Regions from separate parts of the Mus musculus genome. Here all the other regions are linked to region 3. A link is a contact called in public HiChIP or PLAC-seq data. All regions are on one chromosome and are shown on one strand. The core of a region is the stretch at or near the end of the contact, and the rest is flanking DNA. Distances in the headings are between cores, read along the strand shown. Region 1 has its middle 330 kb from the start of Gm24212. Region 2 has its middle 280 kb from the start of Tox3. Region 3 has its middle 70 kb from the start of Gm35850. Region 4 has its middle 300 kb from the start of Tox3.

The links. HiChIP or PLAC-seq counts read pairs in DNA pulled down with a chosen protein or histone mark.
Region 1: an H3K27ac HiChIP or PLAC-seq map of embryonic stem cells shows a contact between it and region 3, with 8 times the contacts expected there. The contact joins two enhancer-like sites. A contact is called at or near these places in 1 of 39 promoter capture datasets (hippocampal neurons), 18 of 484 Hi-C or Micro-C datasets (DN2 thymocytes, the Patski cell line, the STO cell line and 12 more), 11 of 115 datasets of contacts at active chromatin or transcription factors (craniofacial prominence, differentiating embryonic stem cells, embryonic basal ganglia and 6 more) and 1 of 9 other capture datasets (embryonic stem cells).
Region 2: an H3K4me3 HiChIP or PLAC-seq map of embryonic basal ganglia shows a contact between it and region 3, with 5 times the contacts expected there. The contact joins two enhancer-like sites. A contact is called at or near these places in 7 of 115 datasets of contacts at active chromatin or transcription factors (cardiomyocytes, embryonic basal ganglia, embryonic forebrain and 2 more) and 1 of 9 other capture datasets (embryonic stem cells).
Region 4: a contact with region 3 is called in an H3K27ac HiChIP or PLAC-seq map of SST interneurons, with 8 times the contacts expected there. The contact joins two enhancer-like sites. A contact is called at or near these places in 5 of 115 datasets of contacts at active chromatin or transcription factors (SST interneurons, differentiating embryonic stem cells, embryonic basal ganglia and 2 more) and 1 of 9 other capture datasets (embryonic stem cells).

Annotation. Positions count from the first base shown.
Region 1 is chr8:89,999,827-90,002,526 of GRCm38.p6, reverse strand. No RefSeq gene overlaps it. Among named protein-coding and RNA genes, the nearest start is that of Gm24212, 330 kb to the right of the region's middle. Within about 2 kb of position 1,431, at least 8 of the 459 cell types and tissues checked have an H3K27ac peak or open chromatin away from gene starts, as enhancers often do. A contact at or near this core is called in brain, where this site is marked.
Region 2 is chr8:90,068,480-90,071,179 of GRCm38.p6, reverse strand. No RefSeq gene overlaps it. Among named protein-coding and RNA genes, the nearest start is that of Tox3, 280 kb to the left of the region's middle. Within about 2 kb of position 1,264, at least 23 of the 459 cell types and tissues checked have an H3K27ac peak or open chromatin away from gene starts, as enhancers often do. A contact at or near this core is called in embryonic basal ganglia and embryonic forebrain, where this site is marked.
Region 3 is chr8:90,669,544-90,672,243 of GRCm38.p6, reverse strand. No RefSeq gene overlaps it. Among named protein-coding and RNA genes, the nearest start is that of Gm35850, 70 kb to the left of the region's middle. Within about 2 kb of position 1,288, at least 48 of the 459 cell types and tissues checked have an H3K27ac peak or open chromatin away from gene starts, as enhancers often do. A contact at or near this core is called in SST interneurons, brain, embryonic basal ganglia and 1 more, where this site is marked.
Region 4 is chr8:90,045,687-90,048,386 of GRCm38.p6, reverse strand. No RefSeq gene overlaps it. Among named protein-coding and RNA genes, the nearest start is that of Tox3, 300 kb to the left of the region's middle. Within about 2 kb of position 1,441, at least 8 of the 459 cell types and tissues checked have an H3K27ac peak or open chromatin away from gene starts, as enhancers often do. A contact at or near this core is called in SST interneurons, where this site is marked.

The DNA of each region.
Region 1 (2,700 bases), core at 182-2,681, 670 kb after region 3:
TGTCATACATATATGAATTTATGTGAGATAGATTCCTAGAAATAGAATAATTAATTTTATTAGCGTGAGTATATGTGTGTACGAGTATGTGATTGTGGATTGTGTGAGTTTGTGTGAGTGTACATGTTTGTGTGTGTGTGAGTGTGTGTGTGATTGTGTATGTGTGAGTATGAGTGTGTGTATGTGTATATGAATGTGTGTGTGATTGTGTATGTGTGTGTGTGAATGTGTTTGTGATTGTGTGTGAATGTGTGTGATTGTGTGTGTGTGTGTGTGTGATTGTGTGTGTGTGTGTATGTGTGTGTAAAACCCATGCCACAGTGAGCAGGTAGACACCAGAGGACAACCTCAGATGCTGGCCCTCACCTTCCACCTTGTTTGAGACAAGGTCTCCAGCTCACCACTCAGTATAAGGATGTCTGGCTTGTGAGCTTCTGGGGGTGAGGGTGGGGGTGGAAGGCTGTTCTCTTGTTCCCACCAGCCACCACACAGTAGGAGATCTTGGGAGTTTCTTTTTCCCCACTTCCCACCACACAGTAGGAGCTCTGGGATTTCAGACACACCTGTCCTGTGAGCTAGGATCTGGAATCCTGTTGTTAGGATTGAGCACCAAACAATTAGCTCATTGATCTGGCTCCCAAAGCAGGATTGACAGATTTTATTAGCAATTGGTAAATTGACATCTTAAAAGGACTCTTTTCAGTTGCGTGTCAACTTGGAGGGACTTTCCATGATTTGAAGTAAACTTAAGAGTGAAAGCAAGGTTTCAGGTGTAGGCTCTCCCAGCCTATGTGCACCTTTGTCGTCGTTTGGCAGTTATCCCCTGACCCTGCAACTAGATCAACCTGAAGCAAACGGAATCTTACTTATGTAGACACTTGGTCTCCATGACCTTGTGTTTAGGTACTGAGTGATTCCTTAGACTGGGCTACCGTCCAGCCATGATCGGCCCTGATGGGAGAACACTTTTATCCCTCAATCTATAGAAGCTGAATTGGACTTACTGGGATTAGCCGGTACTGATGGACTTGTTCGGCTACTTTAATTATCCTTCCAATGAGAGCTTTTCCCCAGACTGGATTTTGAATCAGAATGAATGGCAGCTGGAGCGAGATCAGCTAAAGATCTCACGGAAAAGGTGCCCAGGAGCAAAAGCTCTAGCCTAAAATAGATAGAAAAGACTTAATTTTCTAAAAGAGAGGGCATTTTCTGAGGATTCACATTAAACAGGCAGAAAAAGAATTGTTTTAAATTGAAGAATTGTTTGTTCTAAAACCAGCCAGACTGTCCTGTACTGAAACTTGCTCCCATAAAAAGCCAAAAGTTAACAAAAGGATGAAAGCTGGGGAAATTGAGGGAATTTGAGAGCCGGGAAGACAAAGGCTGGACAAAATGGTCCTCACCAGCAACATGTCCTCTGCTGCTCTCTGGTGGCCATGTGCGGGAGTTAGGCGTAAAGCGGTCTTAAGTTCGTCTTCCCTAGCTGACCTGTAGTTTGTTCCTCCTACACCCAGCCTGTTCTCTCACAGAAGGCAGAAACAGTGCTGTTTCTGCCGCAATGATGTACACTAACAGTAGAGAGCGAAAACGGAAGGAAGCAGGAGTCATCTGCCACGTAATTCAAGGCAGTCTTTTATGTTCAGCACCAACTGTGCCATATTCTGCGCCCAGTACCGGAGGCGCAGGGCAGAATGAAACAGGACTGCAGCCTTAGAAGAGATCCCAATATAGACGGCAGTGCACAAATAATCGAGAGAGCCAACCGTATGAGCAGCAGTTGACAAGATGTAGGTTCTTGATAGCAATTCTCAAGTCAGATTGACATTGCTTGCTGAGAGCTTCCATTTGCTCCCAAATAGAAAAAACAACAAAAGAAAACAAAAACACCCCACATTCTTGTTTTAGAGTAGAAATGATGTTCTGGGGGAATGGATGTTTTCTTTCTTCCCTGACTCTGTTAAACACTGGATTTGGGACGCTGACATGGCACGCTATGACAGTTCAAAGTTGAAGCCTTGGTTTGAAGATGAAAGCCAAACTGTGTACATGAGTTTTTTTATTCCCCAGCAAAACACATTGCTCTGTGAACAGCAGCAGAATGCAAGGCTCTGTGGAGGCTGATGCCACACCACGTGCAGCAAGGTCAAAGATGGTCACCTGGCCTTTTCTGTGGGGATCACTAAGGGTGCAGGTTCCTCCCCTGAGTAATTCTAAGAAGCCCTCTGTATTCAGGGATACCTGGTGGAGCTAAGAATTCTTGCTCTTGATAAAGCTGTAGGGTTAAATTTATAGGAACTAATCCATTCTTTGTGTTAACCAAATAGCCATAGAGGGTTGATGTTGGTATAGAGCTCTCTTACCAGTGTGTAGACGTGCGTGTGTGTGTGTGTGTGTGTGTGTGTGTGTGTGTGTGTGTGTGTGTGTATGATGCAAGAACCTGCATCCCATCCATTCCGGGTTTTCTAAGGTAAGATGGCTCTTTTGTTCCTTTTCCTTGTGACTCACATGTTCAAAACTCCCCTAACATGTAAATGATAAAATGGCCACTCAGCCTATGATAACACCAGAAAAGAACACAAAGACCGAGCTGCTCTCTCGCTCTCTCTCTCTCTCTCTCTCTCTCTCTCTTTCTCTCTCTCTCTTTCTTTCTCTCTCTCTTTCTCTCTCTCTCTCTCTCTGTTTCTCTCCCCATCCCCAGGG
Region 2 (2,700 bases), core at 15-2,514, 600 kb after region 3:
AGTGTGATAGAGATATATTATCTACGTGGATAAAAACGCCACAATGAAACGTATACATATGCATTATTAATATGTGCTAATAGCCATTTTTAATTATAGAAATTGTGGGGCCTTCGTAGAGACCATCCCAAGTTCATGTTTCACAAGCAATGTGGAAAGAAGAAGTCTCTAAATAGTGCCAGGTGCAATGGAGACCTTTTGTTTTGTTTTGTTTTGTTTGGTTTGGTTTTTGTTTGTTTGTTTGTTTGTTTTGTTTTAAAATGATCTAATGATGACGATGGTGTGGCTTCTGAAAATGGAAATGTTGGGTTTGGGTTTGGGTTATACACATTAAAGTCCCTACTCCCCAGATTGTGTGTGATTGGACAGTTTTAAGAAAGTGTCTCCATGGTGCCCCAACTGTTCTTAGTTCCCTTACATGACCCTCTTTTTTTTTTCCATTTTTTTAAAACCTAAGCCAATATTACAGATGTAGGCAGCTGTTATTTCTCCACTACTTGCATCAAGCCTTTAAGGTCGGATACCAGCATGATTTATTTAAATTTTGGCATGTGATAAGGGGTTGGTGAGCAAAATCGAGTCCTTCCTCTCCACGGTTCCCATGCTGAGCTTTGTAGCAAATTGTTCTTGACGTCCCCATTGACATCTCATAAGAGCAAATTTAAATGGGGAGATACTCATCTGCACTGAAAGAAGAATTTTAGTCATTTCCACATAAGAAAGGAATAAGGGACTGTTGTATATGTCTAGGTCTGTAGGTGTGGCTATTTTGTGCAAACATTCAGGAGATTCTCTTTTGTTTAGCTCTTGGATTCTTTGATTTCTCCTTAGCTTGCCAGACCAAATCATCGTTCCGCCCAAATCACCCAGAAAAACATAAGTAATTCCCTGTCTTTGTTTCTGTTAAACACTAAGGGAAACCAGTCATGTTAAGTGAACGTTTTTTCGTGTTTACAGTCCCCATTAATTAATGTAGGGCATCATGAAAATGGTTTTTGTGTGTTCTGGGTGAGTTTCCTAATGAGCAGAATTTCTTCAAGGATTTCTTAATCATTTAGTAGTTGAGAACATGCTATTATTTTATAAGCACTCCTGATAAATCATTTGACAAATACTCTTTGGCCCTTTACAATAATTTTTATTTCCTGTTATTTCAATTGTCTCGGCATTTTTTTCCCCTTGTAAATAGTCAGAGAGTAAGCACATTTTCAAAGAGCTGCAGGGAGGCTAAGATGCCAGTTGCATTTTAACGATATAGGGCATTATCGTTCCTACTGTAGCCAATTCTCGTTTAAATCATTGCAGTTTCTGCTCCAGCCTCCAGCTATAGAATTCTTTTCAAGCCAGCAGTGAACTTGGCAGGTTGCCAGAAGAAATATAAAGGTGTTTTGGTCCACCAAAGTATTTTGAGTGGTTCTTAGTGATACAGTGTTCTTCAGTACATCTGCACAACATTTTTCCGAAGTGAATTTTCATGTGAAAAGCCTCCTTAATCATCCCCAGTATTGTTTATCTCAATGCAGCTATGGCGGTGCCCCCCCCCCGGGGGGTGCCGACAAAATAAACAAGGGGATCCTCTAAAGAGTTTTAAAAGTGGCAGGTGCTGAGGCTGTGCCCTATTCACTTAGTAAGCAATGACATTTCTGTGCTAATCTACAGACAAACAAGAGACAGGTGACACACCGAATCTAGTACAATGCACAAGAGAAGCCGGTTTCAGCCAATGGGGTCAGCTCTAGATAAGAGCTTTAAAGGCCACTGTGGGAACGATGCAACTGTTTTTTTAACTCTCTGCCTCTCTGTGTTCTCCTGGTAAAACCAATGTTTAAACTGAAGATGTTAAGTAAACCTGGTTTAAGGTGGAAAAAAAAAGGAGGTTCAAGAATGAAATGTCTCATGATTAACTATCATAAGTGTGTGTGTGTGCATGCATGCACATATTTCCATATATACAGGCACATAGGAATGTATTTGCATTTAAAGAAAAGAAATACATCAAAACACATGGAAATCACTATCCATTTGCTAGTTGGGCTCTGAATTTGAGCCAAATATGTCACATTTTCACAACAAACCAAGGTATTTGCACGCTAAACACTGACACACACACACAGTGGAATTTACAAAATAAATGATTAAACACATTTTATATTCTTTCCCTTTCATTGATTGCCACATGTGTAAAAAAAAAAAAAAAGCGCCAATGTGGACCACTGTTAACCTATACCCGCCCACCACTTTTTGAAAGTAAATTAATCAGAAGTTGGTCAGAAATGGAATGGTGTTTTGTGAAAGACCTTTTTCTTTAAGATACTTTTTTTTCCTAAAGTGAAGGTTAGCTCTTACGGACAGCTCAGAATGCACAAGAGCAGTGAAAATTACTTAAAGTCCACTAACTGACTTACAGAGTTTGGGGATTTGCATAGTGCTCAGGAAAGACTGAAGGCTTTGCATAAGATCTTATGAAACAAAACAAAAGCCAGACAGTGGCATTCTCCCTTGCCTTTTTTTTTAATTAGGAAGCCATGGACAAGTCTGTTTTGACTACTGTGATCAAGAGTAGGAAGTTCTCAACATTCTCGTTACATCATTGACCATTGGTCCTTTTCAAACTCTGTCTTTGTTGCATGGGCTCAGCTGTGGTCAGCCTTGGTTCACCAAGAATATTACATATCAAGTGGTGAATGAATAGAAGAGAAC
Region 3 (2,700 bases), core at 39-2,538:
TGGGAACTTCCCAAGTCTTTAACCCAGGATGGTGTCTTAGCCCCTACGTCACCTCACTGTCCAAATTTCATCCATGGGAACACAAGAACACGGGTAAAGACTAAATCTCAGCTGCCTTGAAGACCAGCTGGTCCAGATGTTTCACAGAGAAGGATGTTGAGGTACAGACTGGATGCTCCCAGGTCACCCTGCATCTGCTAGGTTGCGGCGAATGTTAACATCTTTCACTCCTACCTTGTGTAATCACACCTACATTTTAAATGATTTTTATGTCTGAGAGTAGAAGTCGCTTCCGAACCGAAGTCTGCTTGTGCCCACAGCTTCATCTCTTCATGCATATTCCTTGTATAAAAATGTCAAAAGTCTATTTTGGGGTTTTGCAGAAGAGAACTCTTTCCGAACGATGCTTGAACTGTTAAATATCATCTCCTATCTCCTTTTTTTTTGGGGGGGGGGCTCTAACCTTCAGAAAGCCTGGTACAGGATGAAAGTGGATTGAGGCTGAGATTTTCCAGAGGCTTGGTCTCACTCCAGTGAAGTGCTGCTAATCACTTTGTGTCGTTATCCAAACCAGTCTGCTGTCATTATTTAGAAGGACGGTGTACCATGGTCGAGAGAGCCATTGACCAGAATTCTTGTTATCAAAACAAATTTAGAAGAAAAAAAAAAAAACCAAAACAGTCTGTATCATTGAACTCATTAAACATGGAGTTCATCTTCTTGAGAAAGACATCTCCCCTCCCCCTTCCTGTGGCTTCTTCTTTCTCCAGTTTCCTGAAAAAAAAAAAATAAATTTGTAGGACTCAGGGTAGGTTTTCTTCCTGGGCTCCCAAGTGACAGGCTTGGATACTTGAGAGACACTGATCTAGCCCCATTCTTCCCTTCTGATAGGAAGAGAGACTATTTAATCCATCCAAGCTTAGGTAGATCATCTGTGAGATCATTTGGCAGGTAAATGGGCAACTAAGACCTTCTCTAGTCTGTCCCTTCCTTGTGAGGTTCCAAGAAGCATTAGTGAGGACGCAGGCGGGAAAGTTTCCAGTCTGTGTCTTTGCATGAATTTAATCATCTCCGTCAGAATCCTTAAGGAATTACAATAACAGAGATTCATTCATAATTCACAATTTCCATTATCTTCTTTCTACATCTAGTGTGGGGGGTAAAATTTATGGCTTCATTTACATTGTGTTCTATGAATAATAGAAGAAATACAGTAAAGGCCCGTGGAAATGCTCTTGCTGCAGAGGCACTTCGAAGTCCATCTGCATCACAATGGCTTCCTCGTTCAGTGCGGAATCTGCCAGCCTGCAGCTGCGCAGGGAGCATTTCAAAGGGGCCATCCTCATTATACAAAGTCTTCTCTTTCTTTGAACTTCAAAGCAAAAAGGAGAGACCTTAAATGGTATGGGGTAGGTAAAGTGATGAAATTGTAAGTTCAGGTATAAAATATCGTCAATTAGGAGTATGGGGGAAACAGCCGTTCGGAGGAGCAAGCGTGTTTGCTTGGAATGCAGGCGGGCAGGCACACGGTCAGATCTGAGCTTCAGGTTTCTTTGAGCTTTGGGGGCCTTAAGGGTAATCTAGCTCAAAGCCCTCCTTCTGCAGTCGGGGAAACCAAGGCACAAAGAAACAGACTTCTTCAACATTCTGCATTACAGCAGAGAGAGGGTGTGGAGCAGCCAGCCCCTCCCTCCAATCACATTACCTTTTGTTTTGAACTCAGAGTACCTGGCGTTGTGACAGGGCAATAAAGCTCGGCAGTAATCCTCTTGCTGAGGGATTCCCCCCACCCCCACCCCCGTTTTCTTTTTCTTTTTTTCCAAACCTGGAGCAAAGATGTTGCCAAAGGTAGCCCCCGCCCCCGCCCCAAATAATAATCTTCCTCAATTGAAAATCTGCGTTGAAAAAAAAAAAGGAGATTTGAAGAAAGACATTTGTTATACTTCTACAACGAAATAAATTTCAGTTTTCTTTTTATGAAGGAAGAACAGTAAGGCTGATGTAACCCTGTCTGTGCTCTATTTCTCCCCCTGGTATCTGGAAGCAGCCCTATCTATCTGCAAACAGCAACATCAACACAAACAAGATAAAACAAACAAAAACAAAAAACAAAACAAAACAAAAAAAAGCAAGCCATATTTGTGCAGAACGGCCTGTTCCTTGAGTCATCCACGTTCCAGCAGCCATCATAGCATCATAGAGGACAACTGAAAAAATAAATCCCCTCATCCAGTTCTCAGGGTGTTGTTACTCAAGGTAATATATGTGTGTGTGTGTGTGTGTGTGTGTGTGTGTGTGTGTGTGTGTGTGTATAAATATAATTGTATGTGCCTTTGCTTACAGTTTGTGGTGGGTCATGAAGAGTGATTCCCAAAACCATTCTGTCCATCAACTCCTTTCCTGGACCCTGTCTTCTGCTTCTCCTGCATAGTTTTGGAAAAGAAAAAAAAATCATGGAAAACCAATCCCATGGAAAGGTTTTAGAAAGGATCTCCGGTTTCCTACCAAAGACTCCCAGAGCACGTTCCGACTGTAGTGTTATTAAAGTGACTCAGATACCAAGCCAGTGTGGAGGCCTTTTGTATTTGGAAAGGGCAAGCAATATTAGTAGGCAAAATGCATACAGATTCAACAGCTCTGGGCTTCACGGACACACATTCTCTGTGATCCAACACATCTAATACATTTAGTCACGCACAA
Region 4 (2,700 bases), core at 192-2,691, 620 kb after region 3:
AGGCAGATTAACTAGGTAGAAGCTCGTTTCTGTCTGTCAGTATAGTCTGGTGGATGTAAAGGTTTCTGAGTTCCGTGTTCAGTCTGTTCATCTAAGAACCAGAGAAAATTCTCTCTTGTTGTCCTGCCCTAGGTGTGGCTTCACAGAGTTAAATTCACATTCACACCCCAACCTGCAGGAAGGGTAAAGGGGGAAGTGAACAGGAACCACACACACACACACACACACACACACACAGAGAGAGAGAGACAGGTAAAAATCAAAATCTTTTAGTTACACACTCAGCTTCTGGCTTCATCTCCTCCATCCAAACATAGTCAGATGGCTACCATGATTTATAAGGGCGTCTGGGGAAAGTGAACTTTAGCTTAATCTTGAGCACAGGTAAAGTTTTGATGGTACTATTGTTACAGATTTTGGAACTCCTTAAGCACCTCTATTCCCAAAAGGTAAGAGATCTTCGAGCTAGTCTACCTTCAGGGATGGAGAAAGGAGAGAGTGCTCAATGTTGTGATTCTGATTAAAACACATAGGCAGAGAGGTGAGGAGCCTGCTGACGTGATGACATGAGTTTCTACACGGCTGTTGCTGGCCATCCCTCCTTGGGACATACACACTTTGCTATTGATGCTGCTTTTCTTTTGTTCTCTGCCTCTTGTATGTTAAAACATTGGTTGGATGGATCTATCTGCCCTGGTTTAGGTGTGAGTAATGCCAGGTTAATGGTGGAGAGTGGATTCCTGAGCATGGAAGCAATGACACACATCCCGGTATCTCTAATGAACCCATTTGGACCACTGTCACTTTTATGCCTCTTCTGTCATGTTTCCTAAGCATTCACCGCAGTTTCCAGGAGCAAGGGAACATTGCGCCCTCACAACCTCTCTCCTGTCTCAGGCGCTGCCAGCCCTCTCTTTCTGAGTCTCCAAGCAACAGAATCTTAAAAATGAAATATTCATTTTCTGAAACCTAATTTAATATCAGTGATGACCAAGTCACTTATCAGAATAAATACTCTAAAATTTTTTGAATTAATAATTCTCTGCTAATGATGGTCATTGTTTATTTTATTATTATCATCCCCCCCATACCTCTCCCCACCCCCGCACACACAAACCCCCCCTCCGCTGCCACCGATTTGTTAAAAATACACACACAGAGCTGTAGGTTTAACCTTGGTTTACCTGGTAGTGATTTCCTCATTTGAGATCTCGGAGTAATGAGAAATATTTCAGGCAATCACCGTCCTGTCAATAAATGAAATACATCACTACTTTTCTAAAACAAGGATTAGTGTTTCTCCCCAGTGTAGCTCCAATTCCGAGTGAGAGATAAGCTAATCTTTAGTTTTATTTTGGGAGCTTGTTCTAACGTCTGGTAGCGAGGCATTCATGTTTCATAACTTCAGGGCTGATGAGTCTTTGCTGACATGGAACATCCCGTTAGAGCAGTGACGGATGTAATTGTGTGCCATGCACCATGGGGGTGATACATTGTGCCGTTCTGAAAGGCGTGTTCTGGTAAATGCTGTTTTGCTGAAAGACTGCAATTACAGCTTGTTTTCAATGGGCTGCCTTTGTTTTAAACACAGGGTAATGGAGTTCTAAATAGAGAGATTGAGTAAAAAGGCATGTCAAAGGGGAGTTTAACCAGGATAGCTCACAACTGGAGTTTGGCTACCCCTATTATTTTCTACCTGTAGCTATTATCTATCCAAATGCCTTCCCCATGGTTATACCTAAAAAGTTTGGCCCAGATGCCTGCGGTTTTCTTGAAATCTCTGGGACCATTGGATGAGTACTAGCTCCTTGATATTATAAGCTCTCAAAACAAGATAGAACCTCAGGAGTCATTTTGAAAGGTTGAATCGATTCAGACAACCAGAAAGTTCTTCCGAAGTTGCCTTCTTCTAACCTGCTTAGCCATTAGATGAGCAGCTGAGTTTTGAACCGAGCAGAGACTTTTCCACCTCTTGGAATAAACCTTCTAGAGTTTTATGGCTGCCACTCTCTTATGTGTAGGTCTGGTCTAGAGTCCAGTCAATCTTGATTTTAGTAAGAAGATTAAGGTAAGTGAGTGAAGATTAAGCCCTATGCATTCTTCTCTTTTTCCATCAAACTAAGTGAAGAATGTGAAGCATTCTCAGACAACTTTAGTACCGAGCAGATGTTTCTTCTTCTTGACGATGGTCATCTTCAGGAAATATTATAAAACATTTATAAAATAATGATAGTAATAGGTTACACTGATCAGGAACCCTGCTATGCTGAAATGATGACAGTTTTAGTGTTTGAAAATTGCTTCACTAAGCAGAGTACATGAACCCAAATATCTCTATTCAGAACTCCACAGTCTCTACCTTTAAGAAGAAATAGAGTGCTATATAAAAGTGCACCCATGTTTCGCTCACAATTTCCAACAATATTCAGATACAAGTAGATTAGAGTCTCCAATGTATTCCTATCAGTAAGATGTTTACTTTGTCACTACGGAGACGGTTTTCACTTCTTGAGCATGGATATGTACTTCACACACAGATATCTAAGATAAGCTGTCTTATAAAGAAAGAAATTAATCTGGGTTCACACACCCTTGTGCCTTCTATCCATGACCGTTTAGCCACATTGCTTTGGGTCTCCTGCCACAGACTTAATTTTGCAGCCCAAGAGGTCCCAGGTATGAGAATGAGAAAGAGACCCA